Linked DNA regions of Mus musculus: region 2 is linked to region 1. A link is a contact called in public ChIA-PET data. All regions are on one chromosome and are shown on one strand. The core of a region is the stretch at or near the end of the contact, and the rest is flanking DNA. Distances in the headings are between cores, read along the strand shown.

What was found. ChIA-PET counts read pairs in DNA pulled down with a chosen protein or histone mark.
Region 2: an RNA polymerase II ChIA-PET map of memory CD8 T cells shows a contact between it and region 1, with 13 read pairs. The contact joins the promoter of Zfp512 here to the enhancer-like site in region 1. A contact is called at or near these places in 1 of 484 Hi-C or Micro-C datasets (neural progenitor cells), 6 of 115 datasets of contacts at active chromatin or transcription factors (T-cell acute lymphoblastic leukemia, bone marrow-derived macrophages, embryonic stem cells and 3 more) and 3 of 9 other capture datasets (adipose tissue, liver and pancreatic islet).

Annotation. Positions count from the first base shown.
Region 1 is chr5:31,277,223-31,283,113 of GRCm38.p6, reverse strand. Ift172 (intraflagellar transport 172) reads left to right here. Exons shown (of 48, transcript NM_026298.5): 9 at 1-81; 10 at 463-558; 11 at 1,609-1,770; 12 at 2,099-2,152; 13 at 2,345-2,448; 14 at 2,610-2,695. Among named protein-coding and RNA genes, the nearest start is that of Ift172, 11 kb to the left of the region's middle. Within about 2 kb of position 3,648, at least 26 of the 459 cell types and tissues checked have an H3K27ac peak or open chromatin away from gene starts, as enhancers often do. A contact at or near this core is called in memory CD8 T cells, where this site is marked.
Region 2 is chr5:31,450,771-31,456,267 of GRCm38.p6, reverse strand. Zfp512 (zinc finger protein 512) reads right to left here and starts at 3,832. Exons shown (of 14, transcript NM_172993.3): 1 at 3,691-3,832; 2 at 3,055-3,113. The coding sequence starts at 3,720.

The sequences.
Region 1 (5,891 bases), core at 2,399-4,898:
GAGGCGAAACCCAAGGAGATCGCTAACTTATACACCGTCACCGCCCTGGCCTGGAAGCGGGATGGCTCACGACTCTGTGCGGTGTGTTTATAACCCCTTTCTGTATTGGTGATGGTCTCCAAACTAGAATACTGTGACACTAGAGAAGTCCAAACTGCCTTGTGACTTCAACCTAAAAATCTACTGTCAAAGGCAAGAAAGGGAAATGCACACCATTGGAGGCCCCAAGGGACAGTTTTCCAATCCAGCCTGATGTCTCACTTTGTCCAATCCACATGTGATACCTATAAGTCCTAGGGTTGCCACCTTTTGGATTCTGATAGGTCCAAAACCTGCCTGCCCTTCTGCTGGCCACTTGTCTCTCTAGACTGTGTCACTGAGGTTTGGGGTGTTGAGGGCATCTGACACCTTCCCTGTGCCAGTGCACCATGTGTTGCCTCTCATGCTGTCCCTCTCCCTCAGGGAACACTCTGTGGTGGGGTGGAACAGTTTGACTGCTGCCTCCGAAGGAGCATTTACAAGAACAAGTTCGAGCTGACGTATGTGGGCCCTAGCCAGGTGAGCAGCGGAGATCTCCTGGGCTCGTTCATCTGTGTAACATTTTCCCACCTGCTGGCTGCAGCCAGTCTCAACTTTAACCTTCATCCCAGTGGCAGAGCTGTTGTGGGGAACAGAATGTATCAGGGGAACGCCCTGGCAGCTTTGTTGCTACTTAGCTGTTCCAGCACTAGATTCTTTTGTCCAGGGACTGGGTTATCTTTCTGGTGTAAAACTGTCTACCCAGTGCTGACCACAAGAAGCATCGATAAGCAGGTTTACAAATGAGCCACAAAGCTCCGAGGTGAGGTGCGCTTCTCACGCTCCCTCTGCCCCTCCCTTCCTTTCCTGATGATTTGTTCCTTTATCTTTGCATGCTCTCACCTTTGTCCATATCCATACACATAATTAACAATCTTAGACAAATAAACAAAAAAGACAATGTGGCCCATGAATCTCAGGCCAGCCTGAGCTACATATGACAAGTTCCAGGCCAATCGGGGTTACATAGTAAGACCTTGTATCAAAAATAAAAACAAAGCAGAAGTTGAATGTTGTAGGTTGCTCTGTAACTTACTTCAACAGTTGAACAAAAAGAAAATCTTAGGAGGCTAAGGCAGGAGAATGGCCAGTTGGAGGTCATCTTTGGCACATAGGGAGACTCTTAAAAACCCAAAATAATAATAAATAATAACTATTTATTATTATGTTTACTTATATTACCAATTAATATTATAAAATATTATTATTTTTTATTACTATACAGTAGTCTTAATAGATAGAGAGACTTGTACTAAGAACTGTGGAAACAAAGTGAGAGATTGGTGCGATTCAGTAGAACTTTCAGAATCAAATGTATCGTGAACAGCAGAAGCGGGACTGTGGAAGTATTTCCTAAGTAGCAAATCCCCATGTGAGTGTCAGGCATTGCCATCATCAACAGCATCCCAGGACAAGTGCAGATGCAGGCATTAGCTGTGTTCAGCATCCTAGAGTTGTGTGAAAGGCAAGCACCTTCGCTTCTCTTCTGTGCTGGGAAAGGCTGAAGGGCTCACACTTGTCCCTTACCAGGTGATTGTGAAGAACCTGTCTTCAGGGACCAGGGTGGTGCTCAAGTCACACTATGGCTATGAAGTAGAAGAGGTGAAAATCCTGGGAAAGGAACGTTACTTGGTGGCTCACACATCAGACACACTGCTGCTGGGAGACCTGAACACGAACCGCCTCAGCGAGGTAGGGACCAAGGATGCAAGATTGGGCAACGGGATGTCTTGGCTAATTCTGGGGACCAGGACCCCAAGAGGTAAGATCCCCAAAAGAGGCCCTGACATTCTGATGGTGGTGACCTTGTTTCAAGAAGTGAGAGGGGTAAAATCCTGGAGTATGAATTTCTTTAGTCAGGCTGTTTTTACACAGCCACCTCTGAAAGTGTAGGAAGCAAGGCAAGGCTCTGACACAGCGCATCTTCCATGCAGCACTGAAACCTCCCCGATTGAGGTCTCCCGGCCTTGTCTTGGGTAATTCTCTACATTGTCTCTGGTGTTTTCTCCTTACTTTGCAGATAGCCTGGCAGGGATCTGGGGGCAATGAGAAATATTTCTTTGAAAATGAGAATGTAAGTAGAACTCAGCCCCTGCCAGCATGCCTATAAACCTCATTCCAGCTCCTAGTCAGAAGGCTGAGTGGGAGGGGCAGGAGCCAGCAGGTAGACGGTGGGGGTCGAGCAGGAAAAGAGAAGGAGAAGTCACCCTAAACTATACTACCCCTCCCACTGTTTTTCTCCTCGCCCCTCTCCCATTCTCCCCAGGTGTGCATGATCTTCAATGCTGGAGAGCTGACCCTGGTGGAATATGGGAGTAACGACTCCTTGGGTTCTGTGCGCACCGAATTCATGAACCCTCACCTCATCAGGTAACCTGACAAGGTTCTCTGAACCCTTGAAGGCCAGGAGAATTCCTTTTGAACTTCTAAACTATGCTTAGATTGCCCCCAGATCAGTCTGAAACTTCATCCATACGGTACTCAGAACCTTCAATACAAGCCCTTACCTTACCAAGTCCTTTATATTTCAGCGTCCGTATCAATGAGCGCTGCCAGCGAGGAATGGAAGATAATAAGAAATTGGCTTATCTTGTTGATATTAAGACAATTGCTATAGGTAAGATACTCTTGTAACTTTAATATCAGAACAGATACCTGTGTTGCACTCTGTATCACAGATTTTGTCAGTGAGGAATCTGAGAAACTGAAAGACACCAGGTAAATGCATTTTTACAGTGGTTATCCAAAGTGTCCCTGTGGGCATGCCTCCAGGTAACTACCTAGCTGTGGATGTAGATATATAGGCTTGTCCATATAATTACCATGTTCTCTGGGCATAGAGCTCAGGGCCAGCAAGTCGTGAACAGGAGAGAGCTATCAGCATCTGCAGGAATTTTCCTGCTTAGACATCATGAAATCATAGACTTTTTAGAACTAGAAGGGCCATCATTTTAAAAAATCCCTTATTAGTGACTAGTATCAATAAAAACTTAATTTGCATTCCACAAGGATTCCATTTATAAATCTTTATCATTTTTACCACCAAATGTTACAGGCATCAAGAATAGCATAGCACCCTCCAGAAAGTATAGACATGTGAATGCAGCATGGCTGTAAGAGTGGGACTGTGGTCAGCCAGCCACCCCGTGTGCACTTGCTGCGTGTGAGTCTACCAAACTTCCTTAGTCTTTCTCACACAGTGGGAACAAAGTCAGTACCTGCGTCAGATGGAAGCACTGAGATCCTCGCCTGACGCAGAGTCGTTCAGTAAATTCCGACTGTTGATAGTCGTGACATACTAGTAAAACTTGCTTACCCATGCCTAGTTCTGCTGAATCATAACAGTTTGTCATATTTACACTGAGTCTTTTGCTTCATATCTTACTCGTGACATTTAACGTGTTAAGTTTTAAAAGATTTCTTTTTATTTGATATGTATGGCTATTTTGCCCACACGTGAGTGTGTGTGTGTTCCATGTGCGTGTCGGGTGTTGTTGGAGGTAATGCCACTCTCTGAGTCTGTCCTTAGAGTAGACTCGCTGTATTTTCACCTTCACTAAGTATTTCCTGCTGCTCTCCACGGAGGCTGACCAGCTTCCTTCCGTTTCTCTCACACTCTCTCGAGTCGTGATTGCCTGGTGTGTGTGTGAAAGCTCCTGCATTTCATATTGTCACTCAGATGCCTTCTTCTGTGAATTGCAGTTCTCATCCCGAACACATTGTAAAAGTCAAGTCGTCTCTGTTAGAGATGAGAAGGCCTTCACATATACATGTGTATGAGCATGTGTATGCATGTGTGTGTGTTTGTAGCCTCTGCAGATTTTAAGCCATTCCCTTTTTAGTGTCTTTAGTATTCCGACATTTAAAAATGTTCCTGTACTTACTTATGCACTGGGCTTGGGGGAGGCGTGTATGCATAGCACGCAAGTGGGGGTAAAAGGGCAACCTGAAGCAAGGGGTCAAACCTCAGCCCTGCATCACCTTTAAAAATTAGATAGGGGCCAGCAAGGTAACTCACACCTGCAGGTGCTCGACTCCGTGCCTGAGGGCTTGAGAGGGAGAGCACTGACTCCTGCAAGCTGTCTTCCGACTTCCAAATGTGCTCCTCGAAATTTTTTTTAAAAAGTAAATAACAGTAATTAAATGTTGTTCTTGTTTTTGTTTTTTGAGACAGGGTTTCTCTGTGTAACCTTGGCTGTCCTAGAACTCATTCTGTTGACTAGGCTGGAAAAAAAATTTTTTTAATTAAAAGACAATTGAGGTTGGGATGTAGCTTGGTGGTAGAGAGTGGGGCAGGCCCTGGGTTCAGGCACCAGTACTGCCAATATGACAGTAACACGGTTGCTGATTCTGAGGTCTTGTTTAAGAATGTTTCCCCTATGCCCTCCTATATTTTTACATTCTTAACTTCTGCTTTCCACCTGGTATTTATTTTTGTATTTGATGTGGGTTTTAGCTTTATTTCTTCCATCTGTTTAACCATTTACCCACTGGTTTGTTATGCCATCCCTGTCATAAATGATGCTTTCATACACATATGGGCCTCTTCTTAAGATAGTTTCATATTTCATGAATATCCATTTCTCTTCTGAGCTCAGAAATCCTGGTATCTGCAGTGGAAATGATATGTAGGCCAAGAAGCCTAAGACTCAAGTGGCAATGACAAACTATGAGACTTCAGACTAGTCCATTCAGTCTGAAGTCCATTCACACACACACACACACACAGAGAGAGAGAGAGAGAGAGACACACACACACAGAGTTTGTCAATTTTCCAAGTCACTAGTCCCTTAAGTATAATGAAAATTATTGACATTCCCCCCAAAAGTGCATATACATAAAATTTTGTGTGTAATTTCAAGGTTCACAAAGCCCTTGCTAATTTTTTGTTTTGGTTTTGGTTTTTTGAGACAGGGTTTCTCTGTGTAACCCTGGCTGTCCTATAACTCACTCTGTAGACCAAACTGGCCTCAAACTCAGAAATCCACCTGCCTCTGCCTCCCAAGTGCTGGGATTAAAGGCGTGTGCCACCACGCCCGGCACCCATGCTATTTTAACATGGCTTGGTTTGGCTTAGTTTTGGTTGCTGTTTTGTTTTGTGGTTTGGTGTTTTAAGACAGGGTCTCATGTAGCCCAGATTTACTTTGAATTCCTGATCCTCCTGCCTCAGACCCTTGAGTATTGGGATTACAGATAGAAGCCACAATGCCCAGTGTCATAATCTCTATGTCTCCAAAGTTAAGACTACCGCATAACTAGTCTGCACGCTGGCTGGTCTCCAGTTGGTCGCCTTCCTGACTCGGCCTTTCTGCCTTTGTCCAAAGTCTGATTGTGAGCCACTGAGCTCGCTGACCCTGGCTGACTCGAGGCTTCCTTCTCCTGCTCTATCTGTGTGCCCCTCCACTCTTCGATGCTCATTTCCCCTTGAGCACTCCATCACTCAGGTGTATGTCATACACTTGGAGTATGACATCACCAAGGCCGTTTCAGTCATCAGTTATCTCTGGAACTCAGGACCACATTCAACTGTTTTCAACTGATTGTTTCAAGTCAGGGTCAGATGAGGTAGCTGGAGCTGACCTACATAGAAGGGGCTAGCCACAAACTCCCTCTCTTTGTGCCTTAGCTTTCTGGGGGCTGGGATGATAGCCATGTACCTCCCATAAGACCTTTTAGTTAGCTGCAAAGTCAAGTAAAACTATCTGTAATTCTAGATAAGTTTCTTAACTTTCTTGTATGTGTCTTTGTGTCTGCGGCTGCATCTAGCCTGGGCTAGACTCAAACTTGCTCTGTGACTGATTTTGAACTGATC
Region 2 (5,497 bases), core at 2,583-5,082, 170 kb before region 1:
AAATCTTTAAAAAAGAAATTTTTTATCTTTTTATTTATTTTTATTTATTTATTTTTTAAAGATTTATTTATTATATGTAACTACACTGTAGCTGTCTTCAGATGCACCAGAAGAGGACATCAGATCTCATTACGGATGGTTGTGAGCCACTATGTGGTTGCTGGGATTTGAACTCAGGACCTTCAGAAGAGCAGTTGGTGCTCTTAACCACTGAGTCATCTCTCCAACCCCCAAAAGAAAATTTTTAAAATGATTTATTTATTTTACATATGTGAGTTCACTGCTGCATCTTCAGACACAACAGAAGACAACACTGAATCCCACTGTATATGGTTGTGAGCTGCCATGTGGTTGGTGGAAATTGAACTCAAGACCTCTGGAAGAGCAATCGGTGCTCTTAACTGCTAAGCCATCTCTCCAGCCTGGATTAAGAATTTTTACGAGCCTCTATCCCAGTGGTTCTAATTGTGTGTGTCCTAAGATCACTGAAAAACACCAATATTTACATTATGATTCATAACAGTCACAAAATTAGTAGTGCAGAAGCAAAGCAAATAATTGTATAGCTGGTGGTAACCACAACATGAGGATCTGTGTTACAAGGTCCACAGCACTGAGAGAAGGTTTAGAACCTTCCCATATGCCCCATAGCCCATTCTTCTAAGTTCAAATATGTAGACTTAATTATTTAAGAAGAAGCCTTCTGGTTGGTCTCAGCATCTTTTGGAGTCTTTTTACAGAATAATACACTCCATGCTTTCCCTCTCTTTTTAAGTCTCACTTTAAATCATCAGCTCTCAAACTTTGCAGTCTCCTTGGAAGATAATTAAGAATAAGTATTTCTGGCACTGGAGGCAAGGCTCAGTGCGTAAGAGCACTTGCTCCTGCAGAGGACCTGATTCTATTCCCAGCACTCACAGGGAGCTTCACAGTCACCCATCACTCCAGTTCCAGGAGACCTGATGGCCTCTTCGGAGCTCCATGGGTCTGTGGTGCACAGACATCCATGTGAGAACATCACAAACACTAAATAAATCCAAAGAGTTTTGAGTGAGTTCTCCCAATGACTCCAATTCTGATTAAGAGACGGACCCATTTGCCTTCATTCTGCTTAACAATTTTCTTTCCATAATTCCTAGAAAAGCTGATGAATGCACTCATCTTGTGGAGAAAAAAAAATATGTTCCCAATTACTTTTCACAGAAGGTAATTCTTAATTCTGTATTTAAGATCAGTTCTTCATTTAAGCGCAAACCCATTCATTTTGTTGGTAATGTTAGGTCTCGGTTCAGAAATTCCCAGTTTTTATTCGGTTTATGAATCCAAAATCCAACTGTTGCCAAAGACAGAAACCTGTCAACACACTGTTTCCACCTCCCCCTCTGAACTCTCACCTCCTCTCATCGCCTGCATCTATAATATAGTTACAATCACACGCTATGTTTCGCATACAGTTACGATCATAGGCCACATTTCACTTTCTTCCTTAGATTTGAGCAAAACAGTCTTGGTACCAGTTTTCACACTTCTTTCAATCCATCTCTTCAAAGGTGACCTTTCCCTTCCAGGATAATTACAATTGCAACACCTTAGCATGCCCTAAAGGACCTGGCTCCTGCTACCCTTTTTTTTTTTTTTTTGTATTTTTTTCTTTTTCTTTTCAGATTTATTTACTATATGTAAGTACACTGTAGCTGTCTTCAGACACTCCAGAAGAGGAGGTCAGATCTCATTACGGATGGTTGTGAGCCACCATGTGGTTGCAGGGATTTGAACTCAAGACCTCTGGAAGAGCAGTCAGTGCTCTTAACCGCTGAGCCATCTCTCCAGCCCCCTGCTACCTCCTCTTAATGACGCCCTGCGATATCCTCCACGCGCTATCATCCTCCATGCCAGTGTCACACAGCTAGGTATTATAAACTTCTATCAGTTCAAACACTGACTTCATGGGACAGGAGGGTGGGACTGCTCAGTCTCTAACTGAATTATTCTTCGACCTTCAAGCCTCTGTCTTTGCGTGGACTATTCTGGTAATACTGAAATCATCCCTTTGCTTCCCAAAAGTGGCATTAAATTCCACTATAGGAATATTTACTAGCAGTTGCACAAATTAAAAGCGTAGCACATGCCTGTGATCCCGGTACTGGGAAGGCTGAGGGCAGAAACTGCAAAAGTTAAAGTCCACCCTGGCCGACACAGTAAGCTCCTGGTCAGCCTGGGCTACATAGTGAAACCCCATCTCAAACAAAAATACAAGTGTGTGGTGGCCCAGGCCTGTGATCCCAGCACTCAGGAGACAGATGCCTGAGGACTACAAGTTACAGGCCAAGCCAAGTGTCACAGGGAATTTCCAGATAGTGAGCCCCTACCACAAAAAAACAGTTTTTTCCTATTATACTGTATTGTATTGCCGTGATTACCCAATTCATCTGTTGAACAGACAGCTCTGTTGTCATGCCTGGGTGCCCAACCTACTACACAGCTTGTTCAGAGCAGACATCCCGTAAGTGTTATCTAAGTGAATGAACTCACCCCGGAGGTCCAAGTTAATAAAATCTTTCTTTTGTGTTAGCCATGGCAAAACTTAGCACATTCATTACACAAAACAATAAATCAGGGCTGCAACCAAGTAGCTTAGAAATGTAAAGATTGCTTATAGCTGTTTTTATTTCCCTCCCCAGTCCATCAAATTAATTATGAGCACATATTTGATATGGGGGGCAGAGGCCACGCAGGAATACCACTAACTGAAACACACACTCCATTTTTATTAGACTGCATCTTTATTGCAAGCCAGGTTTTCTTTCCCCCACACTAGGATTTTATCTGCACTGTCCAATCCCGTAGCTACTACCTACAGATGGTTATTGAAGTTTTAGTCCATTAAAATGAAATAGAATTTGTAATTCGGTTCTTCAATTGTACTAGCCACATCTCAAGTGCCCCAAAGCCATACCTGTCTGGTGGCTATGATGCTCCACAGTGCAGACACAGAACATCTTTAGCAGCACTGTCTACACCATTACAAAAATGTCCTCAGAAAACCTCACTTACTTCTTAGCTCCCACGATCCTGGTGCTCCTCTGCTGCTTAAGGGATGTGGGTCCCGGGGTCTAGCAAATCACAAGCACAGGAGTGAGTGCTAGGGACCTTTGAAGCTCATCCGCAAAGAGATGAATCCCCCTTGTGCCTAGATGTGAAGCTGTCCCGAGCAACTACTTCAAATGGACTGAAGGAGACACTTTTTAGGAAACCTGTGCCATTCTATTTATTCACAATGTAAAGACGGGTTGACAATACCAGAGTTTTCATCTTTGTCCATTCTCAAAACCCTATCCTAGATAGAGGCTTGAAAAGAAAAGACGAGGAAAAAAAAAATATATATATGATATATACATATGTATCATATATATATTAAAAGAAACGGGAGGCACTGGGGATGCTGAAGGAATATAAATAATTACAATGTGTCGAGGAACTCAGTCCAAGGATACGAGGACTAAGCAATAAAAATAAAAATGGGAAGAAAAAAGGCGGTAAGTGGATCTGATATAAAAGGGTGGGGCCTAGGATTGGCTCCGGAAAAAAAAAAAAAAAACAACTCTGAGTACAAAACAAAAGCAAAGGACCGCGTGTTCTCAGCTCGACAGTTCTATTTCTAAAGTATAATGGTCACACCAAGAAACTCACGGCGGTGACTGCACCGAGTCTGGAAGACATCACTCCCCCTCCACGCCTAACAATTTCACCCAAGGGCTCCGGACAGACCAACGCCACTTCCGCTCTCCTCGCCTCTCCCGGATGTGGTCTCAGCGGCGACTAACCCTGTTCTGAACACCTACTTCCGCCTAGCTGCTTCCGAGGGGGCTGCGGCGGGAAAGGAGTCACGTGATAACTCTTCTTCGGCTTCCATTGAGACCCCGCCCCCATAGCAACAAGGGAGTAGGCAGGCCTTTGGGGCGTGAAGGTTGGAGCAAATGGGAGGAGTCTGAATATTTAAGGGGTCCTCCCGAACTAGCGTTTGCACACCTACTCCCACCCATCCCACAAGTGGTTTTACAGATGCAAACGAAATTCAAATCGCCCCTTTATTGATCTTAAATTAAAGACCCATTCTCTTCTCCTTCCCTCCCAGATATCTCTTTCTTTGCTCAGGTGAGGGACAGAACTCTCCTTATCCACTAACTTCTGGCCTCCAAACTTGTCTAGCTTTTGGATTTTTTTTTTTTTTTTTTTTTTTGGTGCGGTCCCTGAAAGACATGAACACTTTAGCCAAGTTACATCTGGATCTCTCCAGCGGATGAGTCTGGAACAATGCCTGTTCTTAGAAGAAGTGGGCTTGATCCAGAACTATGTCCTTTCCAACCAGAGGGAACGGAAAAGGATCTTTCAGAGAAATTACCATGGCTCCTTTCTGAATGACTGCCCAGTGACGTCCACGAGAGACTGAGATGGCTCGTTTTTGAGGGACTGAGGCATCTCAGAGAATAGAGAGTCTGCTGACTCCTCCCTGAAAGACTGTGTAGACTCTTCTTCACAGAAGGAATGTGCCCTCTTCTCTCTAGAAGTCTACAAGGGCTTCTCCCTGAGGGACTGTGAAGGTTCCTTCCTGAGGGACTACAAGGGCTCCACCTCAAGTGACTTCTAGGGCTCTTCCCTGAAGGACTTGGAAAGCTACTCCCTGAGGGATTTTGAGGACTTCTCCTTGAGGAACTGTGGCCTCTCCCCTTAAAGAGACTGTTATGTCTTCTATCAAAGAGCTATGATAAGTTCTTACAGAGGAACTAAGACTGTTTCTCTGGGAGGGACTTTAATGACTCTGATTTCATCAAGGAAGTAAACTCAGCCCCGGTACAAGAGACAGACACATGCTCAGTGACTTCCTGGAATATGTCGCTGAACTTTGAACTAGTTTTCTTGACTCCCAATCTACTACCAGAGTATTGCTGGATTATGGAAGATGTTGAGCAGAGTGTTGACATCGTTAAAGGCATTCTTTTCTCATTACTGTGACATAAAATATGTCTCTGAATATAGTTTTTAACCACTGAAGTCTGAGAAACAGTCCTTGAAACCCTTTCTAGCAGGCTTTGAGAAAATACCATTAGTTCAGCTGGAACCCCAAAAATTAAGAATAGATTGGTAGATGTCCATAGTGGAGCCTTCTGTTACAAATGACTGAAAACAAGGCTTCCTTTCCATAGTGGTTCCCATGACATTCCCCAGCATTAGCATACTGGAGAGGTATTTCCTAGGTAGTCGCTGCCTACAGACATGACTTTCCCAGACATTCTGTTGTATGCCCAGGAAAGAACCGATAGAGCTTCTTCGAGCCCCTAATCCAGCCTGAAACTCCTCTGTTAGTAGTTTGAATGAATATGAAGAATACCTCTGGAATTCCTCCATTTGGCCCTTTTCAATTCCTTTCTTAGATAAGACATTAATATTCCAGATCTCAGGATATGGGTTTCCCTTGGTGTCTCCTGTCTTATCAGAG